Linked DNA regions of Zea mays: all the other regions are linked to region 3. A link is a contact called in public Hi-C data. All regions are on one chromosome and are shown on one strand. The core of a region is the stretch at or near the end of the contact, and the rest is flanking DNA. Distances in the headings are between cores, read along the strand shown.

Region 1 (3,792 bases), core at 691-3,190, 350 kb after region 3:
ACAACAAATATAACAGCAGAATAAATCTGCATTGGACAAACATCTATGCATCTCAAGACAGAAAGATGAAGCCTCCATACTATACTAACAGGGGCCGAGGATGGGATTTAGAGTTGAAAGCATTTGCATGAATATTAGGAACTTATGGAGTAGAAGTTGAAGAAGCAAATACAGTGGCATTGGAAGCATAAGTGTAATATGAGGATCCTTTGAGTTTAGTTAAGATCAAAGGATGTAAGATTAGTCTTGTCTCCTACCTCAAAAACAACAACGCCAAGAGCAACCCATCTTGCAATCTCCCAGTTTTTCTTCAGAAAGCCATACATAACATCAAAGTTATGTGTCTTGTCCACTGGAATTACCTGCAAAAGAAGTCAATGGATAACTACAGCTAGTCAAGGAAATGATAAGACAAGTTACACTGTAGTAGTTTAGTTCCCAAGACAAGCACCAAACAGAATACTCACATCTTTCCAGCTATGGTCAAAGAAAATGAATGCAGCAGCTCCAGCTTCAGCAAGGATCAACAATATGACCAAGAAGGCATACTTTTTTATAAGTCAAAGGAAACAAGCATGAATTAATAGTGTGATCTTATATCATTATAAAAAGTCAAATAACTACCTTTGACAAAATATCATGGGGCTGCAGAAATAGTTAAAATATTATTGCCTCTGCTACTGCTGTTCTATAAGATTGGCGTTTCAGAGTAGTACAGAAACAAAATTTGTTGGTTTAGCAGGTTCAGATACTAATAGCCCGTCTGGATTTAATGTGCAGCATAATTCCAAGTACTACCTCCGTTTTAAAATATTTGTCGTCCGTTAGTTTATTTTTGAACTAAACCGCGACAAATAAAAAAGAACGGAGGGAGTACTTTTTAGTGTATTGTGTATGACAAATGGAATATTCTTTAGAGAGGACAACAGAATGATGTCTAAGAGGCACATTAAAAAGGATACGAAACACAAACAGCAGGTGTTTCTTGTCCCTGCTCCAATGCAGCCAAACAGAGACACGAGGAAAACAGTAGCACCAACACCAATGAACAAATAAATAAACCTGCAGGGAACAGAGGCGATTCCATGTCAAACACAACCGTTTTGGCAGTAAGAACAAACAAATAACAAACCCATAATTGCCAAACTAAAGAACCAATGGTTCCGACTGGAGACTTGGAACAATTCAAATCCACATAGAATTTACTGCCTGACTAACAAGCTCATCGATCCGAAGGCGAATAACAAATGCTACATCAAACTGCAATTTGCAACTGAGAGTTTTGGCTATCATAACATCATTGCATATTTCAAACATTCGCCTCTTAATCATCCACTACATGGAAAATTAAAGTAACACTTGTCCTATTCACAATTGTGATTGCCACCCCTACTAAGCAAACCTCGCAGTTCCTCACAACCCAAAATCCTAATCAGTCGCGAGATCACATGGACGAAACCAACGTTGATACATCAGAAACAAAAAGGGTGCATGAGCAAGCAACCATCTCACCATGCTTTGGGTAGCATGTCGAGGAAGCTGTCACCGAGAGCGACAGCCCCCAACAACGGCCGGCCGGAGACCAGCACCTCCGCCGTCAACCCCCCGCTGCTGCCGTCCTCAGATATCTTCATCCACTCGACGAGCAGGTAGATCCCGTAGCCGACCATGGCGAGGCCGGCGACGGTGAGGATGAAGTTGAGCAGCCTGAGCAGGCACTCGAAGAAGCCCCGGCACGCCGCCATCTGCCGCCCTCCTCCCCTCCCTCCGCCACCGATCAATCGATCGATATACCAATCTACCAAGTCCAAAAAAACGCTCCGATTCTCAGGGGAATTCCAACTAATACCGCCCGAATCGCGCCGAATTTCCCGCGGTGGGTGAGGGGAAGAAGGACAGGAGGACGGGTTGATTACCTGGCGATGCTTCGCCTGCCGTTCTTCTTCCGTTTATAATTCTTTTTTAGTTTTTTGCGCGTGAATAAACTAAAAATCACTCGGCTGGATTGGGGCAAAGGAGGCGGTGGAGTTGGAGTGGACGAGGGACCCACCAGGTGGCGCGAGGAGTGCCGTTGCCTGAGGCAGTGGACGGAGCAGATCGGTTGGGCTGGCTGCATTAGGAATTTGAGCTGGAGTTATTTTTTTATCGCATCGGCGGCCATGCTGACGGTGTACGCGCGGGGACGGTTGCGCTGGCCGGTAGTGCTCGCCATTATCCCCGTGCGCAGTGGATATGCGCTGGCGGTCGGGTCACTTGAAAGGTCTGAACTGCCCTCTCATGGGCCGCCTCCGCAATTCGAGATGGCAAATGACATCGGTATATTGGCATGTGTTGCTGTTGTTATCGTTAGGCGAAGGGTTTGTTTGGTTGTTGGGAGTGAAAAAAAGCTAGTTTACGCTCTGAGCTATTAAAAAGCTAAAAATTATTTAGTGTAAATCATAAAAAACCACTAAAAGTTCATATATATATTCACAGTTTTATTTGAAAGTCATTAAGGGTACGTTTGGTTGCAGGACAGCAAGAACAGGGATGTCCCTTGGCGTACTCTCTCGTCCCTCCAATTTTGAAAGATAATTGGGGACAACACTAGATAGTCATGTTCCAACCTTTGACCTTGAACCAAACAATCTTATTTGAGGGATCGTCTCATCTCATTGTCTTGTCATTGCAATCAAACACATCCTAAAGGTAGGTCTAGAGGTGCTTTCAGTTTTAAACTGCGAGAGAGTCGGCTTCTAGAAAAAACTGATTCTGGATCCAGCCATTTGGCACGGCTTTTGGCTTTTGGGCAAAAGTAAAAGCCAAAATCCAAACAAAACACATCATAAGTTTGACCTGTTAGGGCACGTACAACCTAAATATTATTTTTGGTTATTTAAGCATTAGATATACTCGTTCATACAACTCAATATATCTAAGTCTTGTATCTTATTTACGAACATCTCAAGAAATGATTCATTTATGTGGGTTGTATGAGTGTAACCATATCTTAGACTCAAAAACTGTGCTAGAGACGTTCCTTTACTAAGATACATTTTTTGTGTTTTAAACTTATTCATTTAAATACCCCTTAAGATACAGACCATTTATGTGGTTGTACATAGGATCATTCCTAGCATTTTAGGGGCACTGAACGAAAACTACCATAGAGGCCTCTTAAATTGTTATCATTGATATTGGCATCAACATTTTTCTCTTCTTCAGAAAATCTCAATAGCGGGTTCTTCTTTCTCCACAACAACTACCGCTAGCTCATTATTTGGGTTAGTTAAAGCATAGAGATTACTGGTCATAAATATATCCATAGCTCATCTCACTGTTTCTATGAACCTATCCACCTGTTATTTTTTTTGTTTTTTCTAAAAGATAGATACTTTTTGATGACTTGATATCACAAATCATTTGGCCTTTTTAATCATTTAATACCGGTGTAAGATAAAGTTTGAGACAAAAATGTAGACTTTAGAACCCTCTATAAAATATATCAATAATCAATCATTAGTCTATAAGATTAAAAAACTCACATGTATAATACAAAGACTACTACACTATATACTATGACTACAGACATCTAACGAACAACGAGAGGCTAGAGAGATTGCGTGAATCATCTGATATATGATGTCGTGATCACATCGTACGTAAAGATTGAAGAACTCAATTACGATTTAGTGTCAGATGATCTAGAGTTACGGGGACATTATCAGCGTCGACGAGATTGGGGCATCGAGGCCATGAGGACGGCGTTGCGTCACTTTAGAAGTATGCGATGAATTTTTTTATTTTGCGGCG
Region 2 (3,509 bases), core at 992-3,491, 460 kb after region 3:
ATTAAGGCTAGTTTACAAGAAAATGAAGATAAGTCTTACTAAAAAGATCAATATCTAAATGCCTTGGAACTATAAACTATGAAGTATATAAGACACATCTTAAAGGGAGTAAAATATAACAAGATCTGGTGAGAGAGCATACCCCACATCCAGTATCAAGTGCAGTTCTGATAGTGCCATCAGCGAGTGGGATGATGGATGCAAGTTCATCAAGGTAAGCATTCGCTCCATTGGGAAACATTGTTCCTCCTCCTGGAAATTTGAACACATCTCCCTGATATTGGATCCAGTTCTGAACAGCTTTCTCAACTGTCAGACTCTTATACGGAGCATTTGCATATGGAACATAGTCACGGCTCTTGGGCCAAGAGAAAGGGGTGACATATCCTTTTGGTGCTGGGATGAGACAATGCAGTTTCTCATTCTCTACAGGACAATGCCTTTCTCTGTATGTCATGTTTTGTCTAGGAAAGGCCATTGCTCGGTTCTGGTCTTGACAAGGAGTATAGTCACTGTATCGGATGTGGCATGGCTCAATCATTTTATTGGACATGATCAATGGATTAGCGCCACTTATGGTATGATGGGTCTCAAAGTGCAAATTTGGCAAGATTGTACAGTCAGTTTCTTGGTTAACTCTCAGAGCTATGCTATCACCCCTTCCTGTCCCACTTTTCTGCCAAGCACCTAGTATGTAAAAGAAGCATGATAAACCCATCACAATTACTATCGTCATCGTGCTCCGCGTTCTACGGTCACCTGGATTCATTCTTGAACCCCTCATGAACCTGAACATAGAAAATCGTTAAGCATCACTTCAAATGAATTGGATCATTGCAGTACACGGTGATCTTATGAACAAGGTATCACATAATAAGCTGGATGTTGAAAACATAAACAACAGATTAATCAAATAGAGTATAGACTAACTAAGATCTGAATTTTAGGTGAAGGATAATTCCTTTGGCTTTGATATTGTTCCAACAGACTGGAGCTCATAACAAATTGCTGAATTAGAATATTAGTGTGAGATGCGAGTTTCTCATGAATCTGAATTTACCACAGGAAAGTGATTAGTTATTCACTTCAAATATGGCATACGATTATCTTCTCAACAGGACATCAGCACTAATGAACTAGAATTCTAAAACACAGCTAAGAGATACTGAAAGGAAACATGAACTAAGTACTGGATTTGATTTACAAGTGAGGGATGATCCCTTTGACTTTAAACTTGTTCCAACAGAATGGATGAAATTAGATTAATAAAGTAGTGAACTAGATTAGCATACTAATATACTATTGAGTATTGAAGGAATATTATCAGGTGGAAATTTGAGATTCTGACCCCCGTGTATGCTAAAGTTCCAATAGAGAAACTTCCTTCTGTGAAGATAAATGATAAACTACCCAGCCAGCGTGCCAGTCCTGAGAACAAGTTTATTAACACTCAGATATGTGCATCAACCTCAATCATGTGACTATGCCTAACCATTTCAGATCCCTGCCTGATTTGTTTATTAGTGTGAAGCTTTGAGCAAATCTAAGTCCATGAAATTAGAATTGGAGGTAAATAAGCACAGATTGCCGACAATTGTTCGGTTTGTGATCGATCCCAACACGATCCCAGGTGGAACGGCAACAAGGGAGCAGGAACAGTTGCTCCTGAACTACAGCTGAGGACTGAGCAACTATGCTAGGCAACCATTACAATCCCCAACCTCACGCAACGCGCCTGGCGTCCTGATTCCACGACTCCACTGCGGTGGACCAAATCAACAACGTAATAAAAACGAGGTGAATCGTAGAAACAACAACCGAGCTACCTAGGAGTCTAGGACCCACCGCCGAGGCCGAAGGCAACCGAAACGAACGGGATCGATTTCAAAATGGAGCGGCGCAGGAGGAGGAAGCAAATCTCCCTCCCTCCCTCCCTCTGTGTGTGTGTCTCTCTCTCTCTCTCTTCAAGGAAGACGGCGGGGGCGGTTCAGCAACGCAGGAATGGCTCGAGCTCGCCGTGGCGGAGGCAGCTTCGAGTTCGCCTCGGCGGCGGGGGCGGTGACGGCTTCAAGCTCGCAGCCGCTGCGCCGGGCGGAGAGGGCGCGGGCCTCGGGGTTGAGTTGGGTTCGGAAATTGGTGGGGTTGGTCGCTGCCGCCTGCCGGCGCAGCGGCTTTGACCTTATTATTTTTTAATCGCGCGCTGCTGCAGCAGCAGCGTCACGGAATGGAGAGCGCCAGAGCGGGGCGTCGAGACAAGACAAGGAAGGCCACAAGGCATGTCAGGCTGTCTCATTTTGTTTTTAGACCATGTTCATCAATCTATCAATCTATCTATAGTTTATCTAAAACACTGTTTTTATTATTCTATTATGTAGACTGCACTATTTACATAATAGAGTTTAAATATAGGTATAGAGATGAGTAACCTGCTAGAGATAGTTAGGATAAATTATTAAGAACGAGTGTGTCAAACTCCATGTTTTCTGACCTTGTTTTTTACTCTCAATAATTGCTGCCATAAAGTAAGAGTTATCCACCTATCTACTACGAATATCAATGGCATGACAAGCATTAGTCCAAGCCCTACCAAGAATCTCTCTTGACCTTGTATCCTTACTCGTCCATGGACCAGTGTCTATCCTTTGTTAACGTGGTCCACAGCTTACACCAAGACTGTAATCTTTAACCTGCTCTAGAACTTGTGACCGAGTCCTTCTAAACATCTTAGGCAGTGGGCCAGATCCTTGCGGTGCCCGCTAACTCGACCTAGATCCACCATCCCTATCATACTATGCACCAGCTTTTTGACTGAACTCATGCTCCTCTCGAGAGTCGAGACTGATGTAGTGCAGACTGAAGTTCAGCATCATAATCATCATCTTGTTCTTCGGCATAATGAGTTCTTACTTCTTCATTTGCACATTGCCTCTGCTGAATCCTCTGCCTCTTCTTTTCCTTTGTCTTGTCTAGCTCACGAGTAAAGAATTTCTTTATTTCAAGAGGAACGAATGGATAATTCATGGCATCCTTCTTTTGATGTGCTAAATGCTCCATGAAACAAGTAGCACTGCCACCATTTTTCCCTTCATGACAATACTTGCATTTCAAATCTTGACCAATCTTCTCTCCATCCTCCCACACTATGTCTGGCATTTTACCTACAACAATGTAAATAATTATAAAAACCTACAAACATTTAACAATACAACTAAGAACTGCATTTGAAATACCTATATACCTCATGAAGCTTTCTAAGTAATATAACAACAGCAACAAACTAACTCCATTGCCAATATATGAGCTAATATCAACCTACTTTCTCGGTCATGTAACAATTATAGCACAAATATGCACTAACAACTAACTATTTAACCATGCATGCATAACTAATACACACGAGAGCGCAAACATAAGTGTCACAAGAAAACAGCTCAAAACAGCACTTGGATCTCACTAGAATCATTAAACTACGTCATCGCAAAATGTCGGAGTTGTGTATGCTCTTGGAG
Region 3 (3,361 bases), core at 486-2,985:
CCTCCTTGATATCACGGATCTCACCAAAGAGCCTGCCAAGGGCTGAAGCTTCATGGTAGAGCTGTTTTGTGCCAAGCCTGCAAGCCTCTAAAAACAAGGCTGAACCAAGCTTCAGAATAAGGATGCCAACAACACCCTCTGCCATTGAACTGTTGGCTTCTTCTCAGTGTTGAAATGCATTGATCCTAAAAGGGAAAAAACAAAATGTTAAGGTGGATGCGCAGCCAACACAATGATTTACCAGAGACTCGAAAAATGAAAGAAATTATTTTTCCTCTGACGGACAAGCTGAAAGAGCAAAGTTTATAACAGCATGCCTAGGATCTGTTAGTGTACATGAACATACCCTACTCATAAGATAATCAGATGTCAGGTTCCTTTTAATTAGCATTAGGTGGACCCTTATAGAATACATATATATAATTGTATATGTAGGACAAAAGTAAAATATTGTCTCTACCTTTTATGTACTCTTATCGAACTGATGGTTCAATTTCTTTGGTGCCCCTAACTGCATCACACCCTGTTTTGACAAGCACATGACAACTTATTCTATAATTATGCAAAAAAATAAAAATAGACATTACTTCTGTAGTGCACATATAAGGCTATGCCTAGCTGTAAATTTTAGGATCCACAACTTTACCTATTGAAAACTAGAATGGTGAAGGTGTACATGAAAACGAAGCATAATGTGTTACAAATTAGCTAGTACACGACTGCACATATACTAATTTATGGATCCAAGGAAAGTTTAGAACTTATCATGCCCGAATGCAGTAATCACAAATTTGATGAATAGGGTGGGATCCTAGATGACATTCCCTCGTTCTGAAGTTGTATGAAATCAAGTTCCAAAGTTTGGCCTCTACCTTTTCTTCTAATATAACTATAAATATAGAAAATGTGAATTTTTATGAAACTATTTTTAAAGAGAATTCTGCTCTTTCAAACATTGAAGCTCAATATATAAAAAAGTAAATAATAGTTAAAGTTTGGAGTGGTTGACATTAGACAACCATAAACATCACTTTTTGTGGTTGGACTTGGAGGGAATGGTCATCGAATATTTCATGAGCTTGGTAAATTGTACACCTAGCTACAAGGCTACATACAACTTAATGAACACAAGAAACAGTAAGTTAGCAAGTTCCGAGTTTCCTCTCTTATTCAGCATGATTGGAAAAAGGGAGAACTTCATAAGCGACAGTCCACCAACTCACCAAGAAAAAAGAAGAGTTGGTTTAGCTATGCTATTGTAAATCCGAGTTTTTTTAGTTTAAACTGACCCTTCAATTTCCCAAAAATTAGCACAATGCTATAAATCCTAGAAGATGACGTTGGATCTTGGAGCCAGTCCAACCATTCAATAAGCTTTAAGCTAACAGCTGAATACGGATTGTGTTTCTATATGGTCTTTAAGCTTGGAGGGGATCTGAGAGGGGTTACAAAGGAACTCACCGCATCCAATAGAAACCAAGCGCCAGGAGCGGCTCCGATCAGTAACTGAGGTCGAGGTGATACCCTTGCTCTGGATTCTGGAATTCGGCGAGGGATTGTCGGGGGCTCGGGTCGCTGAAGTACGAGTCAAAGTCCACAAGCAGATGTTAGACACCGTGTAAGGGCAATGCAGCACTAAAATTCTCTTCTTTATTTTTAAATAAGGAGATTTTAACCCTTCAACCACCTCCGTTTTTTCCCAAACTAGTCCTATGTGTGGGTTGACACCACTGCCCTCGGTCCATTAGGTTAAGATTCCAAGTCTATTTATATGTAACCACTCTATACAAACAGTCTACACAACCTTACATAGTATCAGGGTTAGATTTTTCTCCCTCACTTCTCCCAACTCCCAGCCGTCAGCACCCAGTCCGGCCACCATCACAGCCATCACCGTCCTTGGTGGTCACTTGTTCTCAAATACTGTGAGTTAAGAACAAGGAAACACAATTATTAATCATAAAAAACCTTTGTACTTCGAGGCATTATCTCCTTACAACTATAATGTCTTTCAGACGAAGGTGGAGAAGGACGTACCTTCATCATACTAATACAAGGATAAGAATACGAAGGAATAAGTGTGATAACCATATCTTAATTCATTTATTCTTGCATTTTATAAAACATAAATAAATATCAACAATGTTAATATTACAATAATACCTTCGTCTTGCTCGGAGGTGAGGATGCGAGAAAGTGAATACAATCCAGCGTGAACAGTACGGTGCTACTGTTCATCTATTTATAGGCACGAGACGCAACCCGAGTGAAAATACATTTATACCCTTAACACTCATCTATGAACATAATATGAAATATTAGGGATTAAGTAGTCTTTGTCCCTTCTCGTCCATCATCGTACTTGGTCTTCGTCATCACTTCAAGTCGAAGCTTTTTGGCTATAGTTTCGTCGTCCAATTTCATCACCTTCGGATTGTATTTCCATCTTGTCATAAGAGAAAACCTTCATCCGAAGCCGAAGCTCCACTATGAAATAACCCATGTCACACTAGAAACATATGATTAGTCGTGTTTTTGAGGACCTTCGGAGGAAGAAGGCCCCCAACAGTAGCCCCTCGCTATATTAATTTGTTTCTTTGTGACAAATTTAGACTGCGACGTGAACGAAGGCCTTTAGCCGAAGGTCTAAAAAAACACCTTCCCTTCGCTAGAATAGCAAATGACACTGACATGCAGGACCCACCAAACCGTGGGGCGCTGGACATATAAATAGGAGCTTGTATTGAAAGCATTTCTTATGCCATTTCAGTTGCTTGCATTGTGCTTGTCGTTTTAAACTTTCTTGCTTTGTCGAGTTTAATTGAATTTCAAGCTTCGACATTCCAACGACCATCGTCTTAATGGCTGACGAGAAGAAGATTGTTGACCCGACGCTGTCCAAGTTTTATGAAGCTATGGAAAAAACCAACGCAGAGAAGATTGCACATGAGATGTTAGCTGGAATATCTGAAGGTTCCAGTGATAGTGAAAGCTTTGATGTAGAAAGCGGGAATGAAGATGCCGAAGATCGGCCCTGGAGACCAAGCCATGTTGTCTTCAGGAAATCAACTATCAAGCAAGGGAAAATTGATGCAATGAGGGGAAGGTACTTCCGTGATATCTCAATTGTGAGGTCTGGAGGGGAAAATAATGTCCCTCTGCCCGAAGCCGATGAGGTAGTAGTTTATAGAAGCCTCATGAAGGCAGGGCTTCGGTTCCCTCTGGATAAATTGCTGGTCGAGGTCCTAAAAACTTTTGAGATTTACCTTCATCAGCTTACTCCCGAAGCTATCATCAAGATGGGGATCTTTATATGGGCCATGAGGAGCCAGGGATTGGAACCAGATGCAAAATGTTTCTG

Evidence for each region. A called contact is a pair of places that touch in the nucleus more often than the background predicts.
Region 1: a contact with region 3 is called in a Hi-C map of leaf, with 6 times the contacts expected there. The contact joins the promoter of LOC100284460 here to the promoter of LOC103637688 in region 3. A contact is called at or near these places in 11 of 25 Hi-C or Micro-C datasets (bundle sheath, ear, endosperm and 3 more).
Region 2: a Hi-C map of leaf shows a contact between it and region 3, with 6 times the contacts expected there. The contact joins the promoter of LOC103637686 here to the promoter of LOC103637688 in region 3. A contact is called at or near these places in 10 of 25 Hi-C or Micro-C datasets (ear, endosperm, leaf and 1 more).

What each region holds. Positions count from the first base shown.
Region 1 is chr1:98,533,197-98,536,988 of Zm-B73-REFERENCE-NAM-5.0, reverse strand. LOC100284460 (tetraspanin family protein) reads right to left here and starts at 1,940. Exons shown (of 7, transcript NM_001157355.1): 1 at 1,917-1,940; 2 at 1,513-1,798; 3 at 963-1,062; 4 at 468-548; 5 at 258-362. The coding sequence starts at 1,745.
Region 2 is chr1:98,427,363-98,430,871 of Zm-B73-REFERENCE-NAM-5.0, reverse strand. LOC103637686 (probable methyltransferase PMT2) reads right to left here and starts at 2,241. Exons shown (of 7, transcript XM_008660316.4): 1 at 1,846-2,241; 2 at 143-788. The coding sequence starts at 784.
Region 3 is chr1:98,883,087-98,886,447 of Zm-B73-REFERENCE-NAM-5.0, reverse strand. It overlaps LOC103637688 (disease resistance protein RPM1), which reads right to left and starts at 1,735. Exons shown (of 3, transcript XR_004855284.1): 1 at 1,462-1,735; 2 at 1-185.